Regions from separate parts of the Mus musculus genome. Here all the other regions are linked to region 2. A link is a contact called in public Hi-C data. All regions are on one chromosome and are shown on one strand. Each heading gives the region's core, a stretch centred on a gene start, on an enhancer-like site or on the middle of the called end of the contact. The rest is flanking DNA. Distances are from core to core; before and after follow the strand shown.

Region 1 (2,886 bases), core at 46-2,545, 260 kb after region 2:
CAGACCACAAACCCTAATGACCTGAGTTTGACCCCCAGTCCTATATGGTAATAGAAGAGAGAGAAATGACTCCCTCAAGTTGTCCCCTAACCTCCACTTGTACTCTGTGGAGAAAACATACACGCAGAGACATACAACAAATAAGTGGAATTTAATTTTTTTCAATTAAATTTACACCCAGCCAGAATAGGCCAGGGCTGTTAGTTTAACCCCCAGAGTTCATGAACTTGGCTGAGAGTTGTGTGGAATAGGGAAGAAAGGTTCATAGGTTGACAACATGTGAGAAACGGCTAAATTATAAGACATTGTGAACTGGACCTGTCTGGGTTCTAATCGGCTCGTGCTAATCTGAGCAATAGTCTCTGTCTCTCTGGTCCCCAGCTTCTTCATCTATGAGGAAGAAGAAACTGGGACCCACCTAACAGGATGCTGCAATTCATGGGCGTCATGCATTCTAATAAGCAGCTCCAGGGCAAGAGAGACGAGAGTGCTGTCCGACTGGCACATCTCCTCGCAGAAACCCTGGGGCAAGTGCCCATTGTGGACACCATAAAGGACAGTCATGGAGAAGGAGGGTGGCAAAACATTCAAGTAAACAAACACCAACTTATGTATTTATTTAATATTATAATTGTATATGTATGTATTTATATATTTGTTATATTCACAAATATGTTATTATTATTAATGAGAGACTTCGGGGAGCCAAAAGAGTCACTACTACCTAGGCAACAATGTGTCTGGAAGCCCCAGACAGGGTCCTGATGTGCCCTATATATATATTCTTACTGTGGGTCCCCAACACCTGGCCTTCTCACCTTCCTCTGGTAAACAATAGTAACAGCTCTAGGTGGATGAAAGAAGCCATCACACAGGTCCCCAGCTTTTGGTTAGGAAAGGACCCCCAGAGCTGGCTTCCAGCCTTCTAGTCCTCAATATGTAGGGATAGAATGGCTTAGACCAGACTGGAGAGGGGAGAAGAGCCAGGGGAGGGGCTGGCTCCGGCCACTGCAGTCCCACGGGAGGTGCCTGCATATGGCCAGCCAGGCTTGGCAGCCCGAGCACACTAATCCTGCTGTCAGCCAGGCCGGGCGCCGGATTAGGAAATGTCATGTTTCAAAGGAAATTACTTCCATTTTCTCCCCAGGAAGGGGAAAAGGCAGAAAGACAAGCAAACTCCCAGGGTCGTGTACTGGGAGACAGGCCAGCATATGGGCGCCTCTCCTCCCTCCCTAACCCTTCTGCAGATGCCCAGAAGTGACAGCGTTCGCCTTCCAGAGTTCATCTGGCCAAGGACAAATGGATTTCACAGTTTATCAAGAGAGGAAGGGGCGTGTCGATGCTCCTCAGCCTTGACTCACCTTTGACCTCTGCTTTCCCTGCCCATTATGTCACAAGTTCCCTGGAGGACCCCGCCCCCTCATCTGCAGGCTTGGGGCAGTCTCCTGGGATCCAGAAGCCTGGGAGAGAATTCACCCTTGACCCTCAGGGAGGTGCTGGAAGGTCTCCCTGTGGCCTGGCCCTGAGACCCTGCCTCTTATCAGGGGCCCCACACACTATAAGCAAGTCAGAAAAGCTGAAGACAGAAAGAATAGAGCCACCCCCTCCAGATCTCTCTCTCTCTCTCTCTCTCTCTCTCTCTCTCTCTCTCTCTCTCTGCTGTGATTTCGCCACGTCTCATCTTTTCCTGCCTCATTGGAGACAATAGTAAACACTTCATCTCATTGCCGAGGATGCTTCTTAATTACCAAAGTAATGTCACAATATTCCCAATTAATTAATTCTAATCTGGCCCAGAAGAGAGGTCTCGCATACAGTCACCTCTTTGTGCTTCTGGAGCAGAGGACCAACGCTACAGATATGGTGACTGAAGTGTGTTCGTATGGAGTTATCAGATACTATCTGCAATCAGGATGTCACCATACGCTTACTCTTCCACATTCTTGCATATTAAATGAATTTTCATATCACATTTCCCAACAAACACTGCTTCAAGTCAACCCTTATTTATTTAATAACTCCATGCAAATGTTTCAAAGGAAATGTTTCAAAAACTATTACCTTGGGCTGGCCTTGAAGTGGGGAGGGAACTCTCTGGATGGGAAGTGAGGAACTGTCCCTCTGTATCTGCTGGGGCAGAGGCAGTCCTTGACCTTGTTACTATGCTCCTCTACCCCAGGTGTCACCAGTCCCAAGACCCCTGAAGTCTCAGGGGGAGACAGCAACCCTCCTACAATAACCCCCTGCCCCAAACCCTGGCTTTGTCCACTTACAGATGACCTATGGCAGCCTCTCAGCGCTCAGATAGCCTCATGCTTTGGATAACAACCCACTGGTGTGTATGTATGTGTGTGTGTGTGTGTGTGTGTGTGTGTGTGTGTGTGTTTAGAATCAGGTCCTGTGTCTCTGTCATGGACTAGATGATCCCACAGGCCACTGCAGCCTGTTCATTGCTCATGTATGTTTCATATATGAGCAAATGCAGTGACTTTCCACATTTGTATGACATGCTGTGCCCTCCAGGGTGCTCATTTATAAGCAATATAAGCAACACCCAAGCATCTTTGGGGCAAAAAAAAAAAAAAGGTCTTCCCTATCCTGCCCCTTTTTCTACACTTGTAGCTTTCCTTCATTTGCTTGTTTGGGACAGGGTCTCATTGAGGCTCCAGTTTGCCTTGAACTGGCTGGGTCAAGAATGACCTTGTATTTCTGTTCACCCTGTCTCTACCTCCCAAGTGCTGGAGTCTCAGGTATATACTACTTTTTATGTGGTGCTTCACTCTCTGACACAGGCTCATGGCTAATGAGTGGCCAGAGGCTCCTACCCCAGCAACACGATTAGCCAGTGACAGAATACACCTTTATTCCAGACTCTTGACCCCAGAG
Region 2 (3,109 bases), core at 34-2,533:
CACACACAGTGGCTTCCCCAGACCTATCTCTCCCATGTCTTCCATCTGGGTAGGAAAGACATATTTTGATTCACATCTCAACCACCTTGTCCCCCAGTAGCCACCTCTCCTGCCTTCCTCTCCTTCCCCTCTCTATACTCTTTCTTCTCTGCTTTCCTACTCTCCCTCCTAACCCTTCTTTCTCTTCTCTCTGCTTCCCTTCTCCTGTCTCTGCAAGCTGTAGTTCAGATTCCCAAAAACAACAGAAGCACCACGCCCTATTATGACTCCCAACCAGGCTGGTGAAACTCTCCTAATCTCAGAGGGAGGCTGCCCATGAATGAAGAAATGAGGCACCAGTGGGAGAAGGGAGAATGGGATGGGGGTGAGGCTGGTAGACAGTCCAGGCTGGGGAGTGGCAGAGCTTGGGAAGATGGCCTCCCTGGCCCCTTGGTTGAGAAGAGCAGAAAATGCTGCTGAGTCACCAGTCCTGAGACAGTGCAGGCTTAGCTGGCAATGGGGCAGGGGACTCTGAACACTGGCTCAGGAATGGAGGCCTCTGGAGCTGCTGGAGACAAAGAGGCCAGTGCAGTATGCCTCCACCTCCCTAAAGGACCTGGTGCCTCCTCTTCACTTCCCAGTGATCCAGGCCAGAGCTTACAGGTCTCCCCTACTCCTGCAGCTACTTGGCCTTATCTCTATTGTGAGCAATTGACCAGGACTTGGATCTCTTGATGCAGAGATAGTCCTAGCTAACCAGTGTTCTGTTGTTTCTAGGGGTCCCTCAGAGAGATCCCAGGGTGCTGGAGGAAGGATATTGTTTACATGCCCCTAAAAGGGTAGGTAAGGTGGCTGGCGCTCAGGCTAGCTGCTCTAGGTGGATACTTTGTGGAAGTCTGGTTAGTGAGTAGGAAGGAATGAACCACCAAAATATACATGCATGCTCCATGCCCTAAGCCAAAACCAGCAGCTAGGAGCTACCTGCAGAAGCAAAGTGCAGAGAAAGTCACCAAGGATACCAGATCCTATTCTGGTCAAATCAGCACTCCTTGCTCCAGGGGGCGCTCTGTTCAAACATCTGCCATCTGCCTCTAGGCACTTTGAGAACAAGGTCCCCCAGAAACAGAATCCAGCAGGAGTCCAGTAACAGTTTGAGAGGTCTGGTCCCTGCCTCTGAAGCCACACACATGCCGCTGAACAAGCCCGGGACCTCAGGCTGATTTGGCACCCTCAGACCCCTCTGGCCATTGCCAGGTAAGTACTCCAAGCAATACATCTATGTAGAGCAAGCCTGCCACCTGGTGGAAAGGCCATCCAACTGCAAGCCGGGGTTTCTCAGGGTGGTTCTGTCCAGTGTCTGGGGTTCCATAGCACAGGCGTCCATCCACCCGCTCCTGATAGCAGTACCTCCACAAGAAAAGACAGATCCCTGCCCCAGTCCTTCTGAAAGTTTTGTCAGTACAGATGAGCAGAAGGTAGGGACGAGAGGAGTTCAAAAGGCTGAGGCCTGTTTGGAGCAGGTATTTGGTGCCTCCTGGTTGGCTCGTCCCTGGACATGAGTGAGGAAGTGACAGAGAGAGGCTGGATTCCAATCCTAGGTCCCTGCTACCCATCAGCGGAACAATTGCCTCCTTCCTTGGACACAGGGCCCCTCGGCAGACACATGGGCAGATGAGTAAGAGGCTATTCCAAGCCTAAGTGTTACAGCCAAGGCAGGCCAAGGAGAATCCATGGGTAGATGGGACATGTTAGAATAATCCCATCCAATGGAGGTGGCCCCATATATCCCAAGTACTTGTGTCTTCCTGTTCCTTTCACACACACACACACACACACACACACATTCATCTAAAAATTATATTTTATTACTGATTTGACATAAAGATTGAGATATATTAGAATATTTCTCTCAGCTTAAAAGTTTCTTTTCCTCGGGCCTTAACAGAAGTTGAAACGATGTTTACTGCCAACTGTGCCTAGTGGAGAAATCAGCCTGTGTCCGTCCATGACATTTAACCCTTTGCAGGAAGCAGAAAACCATCACCACCTACAGGCATTCGTCAAAGTCTCCCATTCTTCTCCAGAAACCCCTGGATTGCCATTACACAAAAACAAGAGCTGGGGGTTCCCCACTCCTAGACCAGCAGCCTCTTCTTGCCCAGCCCTTACGCTGAAGCCAAGCCACCACCATTGCAGGCCACCACCACCACCATCATCATCATTGTAGGCCACCTTCCCCACCATTGCAGGCCACCACCATCACTGTCACTATTGCATGCCACCACTACCATCATCACCGCCGCTGCCACTACCGCCAACACTTACATCAACACTACCATTGCCACCACCATCACTGCCATCACCACACAGCTATCTCCATGACAGTTCTTTGGTCTGCTGTTTTATTAATGCCTAATTTCCAATCTTCAAGAAGAGAGAGAGCCTTAAACCTTCATCCCATGAACCCAGCAATCACACAGATGATCCAAGCATCTCTGGACAGCCTTTAATTTATTTCCCAGTGCATGCAGGCACTGCTGAGACTTGATAGCACCAGCTTAAATGTAATAAATTACTCAAGTACCACAGATTAGTTAATAAAGCCCCAAGCTCCCTCTCTGCCCCTGCTGACTGGGATGGCAACATCAGAGATTCCTTAGAAGATGCCCCAAGTCGAAGGTGTAGAGGCAGGGCCTCCCCATGCCTGAGTGAGCTTCGTGGCCTTCTCGGGACCCTTGGTACAAGATGGAGATTGAAACAGGGACAGAGAGACAGAGGTGCAGAGAACTCTGGGGTGGGTACAGAATCTTCTACTCTGGTCTCAGCATGTCAGTGGGTGTGGTGATCTAGGAATGACAAAGTTTGTACCTGAGCACAGCTTAGAAAATCACAATTTAGGGGGATGGAGAAATGGCTCAGCAATTAAGAATGCTTGCCGGTCTTGTAGAGGACCAAACATCCATTCGGGGCTCCCACATTGGGTCACTCCAGATCCAGGGGATGTACTCCCATCTGGAACCTGGGATTCACTCATGAACTGCAGAGAGACATTTAGGAAGGAGGCCAGTGTGCTCATTTCCTGGGGAAACTTCCAAGAGAAGACTCTTATCTCCTTTTGTGGCCAGCAAAA
Region 3 (3,069 bases), core at 174-2,673, 220 kb after region 2:
CTCAAGGGCTGTTCTTTCAGCTGATGGATTTGATGGTCTGGAAGCCAAGGAGCCAGATCTATCAGCACTGAGACCTCCTTTGACAGTCCTGCTGTCATGGCCTCCACCACCCCTACCCTCATCCGCACCCCATGCCATTTCCCTGACCAAACACCTGGCCACACTCATCAAATGGCTTTTACTATATGTGGAAATGCTCCTGGTACACTATCACCAAGCAGGTGACACAACAGTGTTGCTGCATGAAGCTTCTGTTAAAGGACAGAGATGCAGAGACCACGAGAAAGGGAAGGACAAGGTGAATACCTCAAATGTTAATAATGGTTGCTTCTGGAACATAGAATATGAATGATTTTTTTCCTTTGTGCTTTTCTGTATTTCCCAAAATTTTTACCATGAATATGTATTGCTTTTGTAATCAGAGGAAAGGACAGCACATGGTAATTTTTAAAAGCCTTTGTTGGGCTGCCTGCCCACTTGGGCTTGTAGCTTTTGTGGATCCCACACAGAAAATTATAGAGTCCTGTCTCCTCTAAACTCATCTCAAATACAGGGACAGAGCTGTCCAAAGAGTCCAAGACAATCTTGGGGAGTACAGAACAGCCTTTGACCTCAGAGCAGTCCTGAATGGATGGCCTGCTCAGGATGGAAAAAGACAAGGACATGAGGTAAGCGTGTTTGGAAACCTGGGGTCACCCTCATCTTGCCCCCCATTCTCTAGAAGGCCTTCAATCTTCCCAAAGTGGAGAGAGAGAAAAGCACTTATGCTAAGTACAAGAAGTTAGTCAGCCTCGTGGACAAGGTTAAGAAAAGCTAGTGGGGGGAGGGATGGGGCGGGGCACCACAAGTGGCAGGGTTCAGCTCCACCCTGCCCTCTCTCCCTGCTGATGTCACCACGTGTTTGAGGGCCAAGTCCCGTGATAGAAATGTGCTTGGTAAAGGAACTGGGAAGAGTTCAAAAGATGGAGAGGAGATGGAAAGACATTATCTTGATTTGGATCTCTGGTACAAACACTGGCATATCCTGGGGTTCCAGTGCCAGCCATTTCTTCCCCAGGAGGAAAAGCATCATGGGTCCTGATGACAGTCCCAGCTAAGCATGCTGCTTCTAAGGCAGTGCCAAGCAAGGGTGGTGATAACATCCCTTTGCACTGTTCCTCAGAAGATAAGGTCCAGGCACTGCCTCTGTCTGTGCAGAAGAGATGAAAGTTCTAACCCCCATGCAGCCTGCTCAAGAGCATGTGGGCAATTATCCTACGATTGGACAGGAGAAGGCAACTGAGGGTCAGAGGAAAAAGCAGCAGTGAGCCCATGGACATAGTATATCCAGAACTGCAGCCAGGGGTCCAGACTCCACAGTCAGGTGTATCCCCAAACCAGCAGTTACTTGCAGGAGTTCACTCGCTTTTCAGACAAGGCCAGGCACGTCTAGGGTAGGATGGCTGTAGACTCGCACATTCCTCAGATCTCCAGGGTGCTCTTCCCAGGACAGGGAGGTGGACTGGGTTTTGAAATTGTGTGTCTGAGATCCCACAGCACCCTTCTCTGCTCATGCCAGTGGGCCAAACTCCTCATCCTAGCCCCCAAAGCCTGCAAGTCTGAGAAGCCAGGTCTCCGCCCCGACACAGCTTCACTGCTTCCAAGTCACCCCACCTGATCACACCATGCCCACTCCTTTAAAATCCAAGGCTCTGAAGGAGAGATCCCTGATCAGGGCACGTGGGTCCTGCTTGTCTACCAGCACAATAGGATAACTCTGAGAACGTTCTCCAGGATGCTTCCCCGAGCATGGAGCACACTTTTGTGAAAATTAGAACAGGGTGCCCTCTCCTGGCGGATGAATTAGAACACAAAGCCCCTCTGCCCAGGCTATGGGGGTGGACCTTGGTCCCAAGATTTCAGCCCCTCACTTGGCTCAGGGAAAGGGTCTCTTGTGCTGGGGATACAATGGGATTCCTGCACAAAGACCCAGAGGCTGCTGCTTAATCCTGCCTATCTCCAGCATTCACACACTGTCTCTCAAGCCTGGTCCTTGTTCTTGCTGATCAGGAAGCCTCTGTCCCCTGGCCTCCAACTCTGTCACTGGTCTGGGTTAGATTCCCCCCCCCCCGCAACCCCCCTCCCGTACTCTGATGGTGATGAGGTCTCATTCCCCTGGGGAACTAGAGCACTTTCCCACCCCCAGGAACCCCCCTCGGAGAGCTTCCTTTACTCTCTATTTTTAGTTTCTTGATTGCAAGTGAGAAGTCAGAATCAGAGAATGCTGGGAAACTGTAGCAATAACCAACCCAGCAAAGTGGGTAGCCATGTGGGGAGGGTCAAGGGGGTCCGAGAGGCAGAGATGGCAGCCAGGGTACCCAGGCTATAACTGGGGTGGATAAAGAGGGCAGAAGATGGGCGAGGCATCCTGTCTACGGGCCAGTGGCCAGGGACAGCTAAAATCAAGCCAAAGGGCCACTCCGGACCATCTAGTACAATCCCCTCTCTCCCAGGGAGGAAACTGAGTCACACAGCTAGGGAGGCAGTGAGTGGCTCTGTTTCTGAAGCTTTGTTTTGATATGTATGCAAATTGGGGCTGAGAAATGGGCACTCCCCACCGAACCACAGTCACATCGAAGTACACCTTACCTCTGTATCCAAACCTGAGCTCAAACACCAGGCACAGGCCAGATTCATCAGGCTGCCCACCAGGCTGGGCTGCTCTCAAGCCCTTCTCAGAGAAGAAATGGCTTTGCCTCCACCAAATGCATCCTCTCCCTCCTGGAGACAGGAGCGCTTCCCCGATGTGGCAGGGCACTCCCTGAAAGAATGAACTTCGGTGCAATTGGCAGTTATTGCTGGCAGTTTATCAGTATTAACTGATTAGGCCTGAGATGATGGATCCCCTGTCTCAAAAAGCCCTCTGCCCTGCGCTGCCCCCAGGGGCAGCCCATGCAACCTGGCTGCTCCAAGCTGCCTGGGGGCTAGCCTTCACTCAGCTGCCCCCACTCTGTGCTGCCCTCCCCCAACCCCCAGCATAAGAGACATTTAAATAAATAAAACAAAATTCAAATGAAGACACTAAATCTC
Region 4 (2,963 bases), core at 350-2,849, 230 kb before region 2:
CAGTACAGAGGTATTTTTTTTTCTCCCAAATGTTTTCCATCTGTGGCTAGTTGAATCCATAGATGCAAAACCCGGACACAGAAGGCTTGCTGGATAACTGACTTCGTGTAGTTGTAAAACGCCAGTTGGAAGGGGTAGAAAAACCATTAGCTCTAAAATGATGTTTAAGTGTTAGTTAGGCCTTGACTAAGTAAGAGTGAGGCCCTGGGGCAAGTCTGGGCATCCAGGAGATGCTCCACACCACAGCCCAGCAAGCTTCAAGTCCAAGGAAGGATTCAATTATTGCAGCATGTAATTTTCTGTTTGCAAAGCTCATATTGTGTATGTAATTGAATGAGAAGAAAATGATAAAGCTTCGAGACTGGACTCGAGGCTAGAGCAAGTGGTTGAAGGAGGAAAGGAGGCATAAAATGCCAGGCTGCCTGAGATCAGGACCTTGTTCCTCGGCTGCCACGGGTCTTCTAAACCTTGCTCTCCTAAGGAGTCAAAGGTTGAAACTGGGAGCTCACTCTTATTGGTTCCTTTGGGGCATGAGAAGGCAGGCTGTTCCAGTCTGAGGATTCTTGTCCAGCTCACCTCCATCCATCCCCTGCTTCACCTCACTGAATCAGAAGCCAGGTCATGGTGTGATCTGGAGAAAGGGCAGCTAAAGGGTGTGTTTTAGTGGGCACTGCCCCAGTTTTAGCCCCAAGGAAAACAGCATTCCGGGCTCATCAAAATGGTTGGTCTCACTGGTTTGAAAAGAGGGTAAACTTCAGAACCATGAACATAGGAATACAAACAATTCCTTCTGATATTGGGCCACAGAACATTCTCCTTGAATGGCATTCTCCAGAAGGCAGCCTCTTGTCCAGTGAGTTATATGGCCACTAACTAGCACTGATGGAAAACATGGAAGGGGGGAGAGGGATACAGACAAAGAAGGCTGGAGAGGACTATCTCCCATCTCTCTATCTCAGCTTGAACAGACGGCCGTAACGCCCCCTGTAGGTGGGCTTTCCCAGCTGCCCACTTCCTTCTGCCAGCCTCATAGCCTCTCTCTCCCTTGTTGGCTCCTAACCTCCCTTCCACTCCACTGCAGCCCTGGAGAATTCAGGATGGGGATCCAGAGACTGACGTTTCAGCAGAGAGCCAAAGGCATGGCTGGGACCAGCTGCCGTATGCCATTTCCTGATCACTACTAAGTCCAACTTCAAGACAAACAGGCAGCCACGCCTGGGAGAGAATGAGAGTGTGGAAGCTAGAGGAGAGGGAGGCAGGGAGAAGGGGAGAGAGGCAGGGGGAGAAAGACAAAGTGAGAGAAGGAAAAAAATCCCACGCAGCATAGCCAAGCCAGTGGCCCAGAATCTCTCCCACTTCTACGGAATCAGAAACACTTATTAATAGCCTGCAAAAGGCAAAGAGGAAGTGTCTCATTGTCTGCTGCTGTCATTCCTCACTCTGACGAGCACTTAAAATGTCAAGACCCCTTTCAGCAGCTATGCACAAAGCAATCAGGCCCTCTCATCGGTCACTGGGATTTTGCAGCCACTGCAGCTCGGTCCCCATGACTCCTCTCCACTCCGTGTTTGGAGACAAGGCATGCTCAGGCACACAAAACAACCTATGTCTTTGGAAGGAATGTGCTGAAGGGGCCATGGAAGCAGGGGAGGGATGGGGCAATGGCTGGGGTGGGGATGTCACAGACAAGGTCATTGCACAGGAATGGTTGATGGCTTGAGAGCCTGGGCGTTCCGTAAGCTGCAAGCTAAAGGCTTACCTTGAACTAGAAGGTGGGAGCTGTCAGCTACCAGGGAAGGAGATTCCATGTGTAACTTTTAGACAACAAAGGATTGCTTTCTGGAGGTAGGCGTTCTAGTTGATCATTGTCTCTTGAGAGCAAAATAAAGCAGACTGGCCTGGAACTGCAGCAGGTGGGATTTGGGTGGGAAAGAAGGAAGGACCTCCTGGTGGATAGAAATAGCTGCGAAGCTGAGTTGAACTGGGAGGGGAAAAAAATCACTTTCTTTGGGGATATTCTTCTCTTTTTATGTTACCTGCCACCTAATGGTTGAGTGACATCCTGGAAGAGGGACGTGTGAAGGGTCCAGAGTGGAGAATGGCTAGGACTTGAAGCTTTCTCCCGCACGTGGCATCTCTTACTGGGAGAGCTTTCTTCATACAGCCAAAGGAAACAAATATCACAAGTTGGAGCCTAAACCAAGCAAAATGCAATGCCTTGGGGCTCTGGAATTTTTATGTCTGAGCCCAGGGTGATTCTTTCTAAGCACGGGGAAGAGACGCGTGCATCATTCCTCTCCTAAGCTGCCACTGATTTTCTAGCATCCGTTGACTTTGGCTTGAGCTGCCTGCATTGCCACATGACCTTCATCTTCTGGTACTTTCTGATACTATCTCTGTGTTCAACACTGCCCGCTCTTCCCCCCCCTCCCCCCCCCCCCGGCCTCCCTGAACACACACACTTTTTGGCAGTGTTGAAGAATGAACTCAGGACCTTGTATGTGTTAAGTAAGTGATGCAATTATCAAGAGATGACCCAGGAAACCTAGGAGTCCCTGTGGTCCTGGCCACACCAAGTCGCACCCTTCTGACTTGTTTCTCAAGTACAAAGCTTTTCTGTAGTGCCCAATTTTGTTCCTTGAAACCACTGCAGTGACACACCGAGATGCTACAATTCAAAGGAGCCCATGACCACTGTAAAGTACCGGAAAGCCACCAAACTTCCTGATCTTCAGGAACGTTCTCTGAAAGCACACACCTGCCACTCCACTGCAGGCTTCCCAAATGACTGTCGGATTTTGCCCACCTCTGCAGAGAGAGATGGCAACGTCCACCTGCTTTGCCTTCTGCTGACCTGACTTTGACCCAGGGCATCTGGTTCATGTTCAAAGATAAATTAGCCTGTTGTTCAACATTTTCCATAATGTCCATCCAATTCAATTAGTTAATAGAATTATGAAATG

Evidence for each region. Hi-C and Micro-C count contacts between places; a contact is called where the count stands out from the background.
Region 1: a Hi-C map of the N1E-115 cell line shows a contact between it and region 2, with 15 times the contacts expected there. The contact joins two enhancer-like sites. A contact is called at or near these places in 2 of 15 datasets of contacts at CTCF or cohesin (both in embryonic stem cells), 5 of 484 Hi-C or Micro-C datasets (the N1E-115 cell line, cerebellar granule neurons and embryonic stem cells) and 1 of 9 other capture datasets (embryonic stem cells).
Region 3: a contact with region 2 is called in a Hi-C map of the N1E-115 cell line, with 13 times the contacts expected there. The contact joins two enhancer-like sites. A contact is called at or near these places in 11 of 484 Hi-C or Micro-C datasets (the N1E-115 cell line, cerebellum, cerebral cortex and 5 more) and 1 of 115 datasets of contacts at active chromatin or transcription factors (neural progenitor cells).
Region 4: a contact with region 2 is called in a Hi-C map of the N1E-115 cell line, with 5 times the contacts expected there. The contact joins two enhancer-like sites. A contact is called at or near these places in 6 of 484 Hi-C or Micro-C datasets (the N1E-115 cell line, brain, cerebral cortex and 3 more), 1 of 115 datasets of contacts at active chromatin or transcription factors (embryonic stem cells) and 1 of 9 other capture datasets (embryonic stem cells).

What each region holds. Positions count from the first base shown.
Region 1 is chr9:46,478,755-46,481,640 of GRCm38.p6, reverse strand. All of the region lies in intron 1 of Gm31432 (a long non-coding RNA gene), which reads right to left. Among named protein-coding and RNA genes, the nearest start is that of Gm22659, 83 kb to the left of the region's middle. Within about 2 kb of position 1,295, at least 40 of the 459 cell types and tissues checked have an H3K27ac peak or open chromatin away from gene starts, as enhancers often do. A contact at or near this core is called in the N1E-115 cell line, where this site is marked.
Region 2 is chr9:46,733,910-46,737,018 of GRCm38.p6, reverse strand. No RefSeq gene overlaps it. Among named protein-coding and RNA genes, the nearest start is that of Gm31614, 95 kb to the left of the region's middle. Within about 2 kb of position 1,283, at least 27 of the 459 cell types and tissues checked have an H3K27ac peak or open chromatin away from gene starts, as enhancers often do. A contact at or near this core is called in the N1E-115 cell line, where this site is marked.
Region 3 is chr9:46,510,250-46,513,318 of GRCm38.p6, reverse strand. The region is part of intron 1 of Gm31432 (a long non-coding RNA gene); the gene reads right to left. Among named protein-coding and RNA genes, the nearest start is that of Gm22659, 51 kb to the left of the region's middle. Within about 2 kb of position 1,423, at least 15 of the 459 cell types and tissues checked have an H3K27ac peak or open chromatin away from gene starts, as enhancers often do. A contact at or near this core is called in the N1E-115 cell line, where this site is marked.
Region 4 is chr9:46,967,682-46,970,644 of GRCm38.p6, reverse strand. No RefSeq gene overlaps it. Among named protein-coding and RNA genes, the nearest start is that of Gm39331, 14 kb to the right of the region's middle. Within about 2 kb of position 1,599, at least 14 of the 459 cell types and tissues checked have an H3K27ac peak or open chromatin away from gene starts, as enhancers often do. A contact at or near this core is called in the N1E-115 cell line, where this site is marked.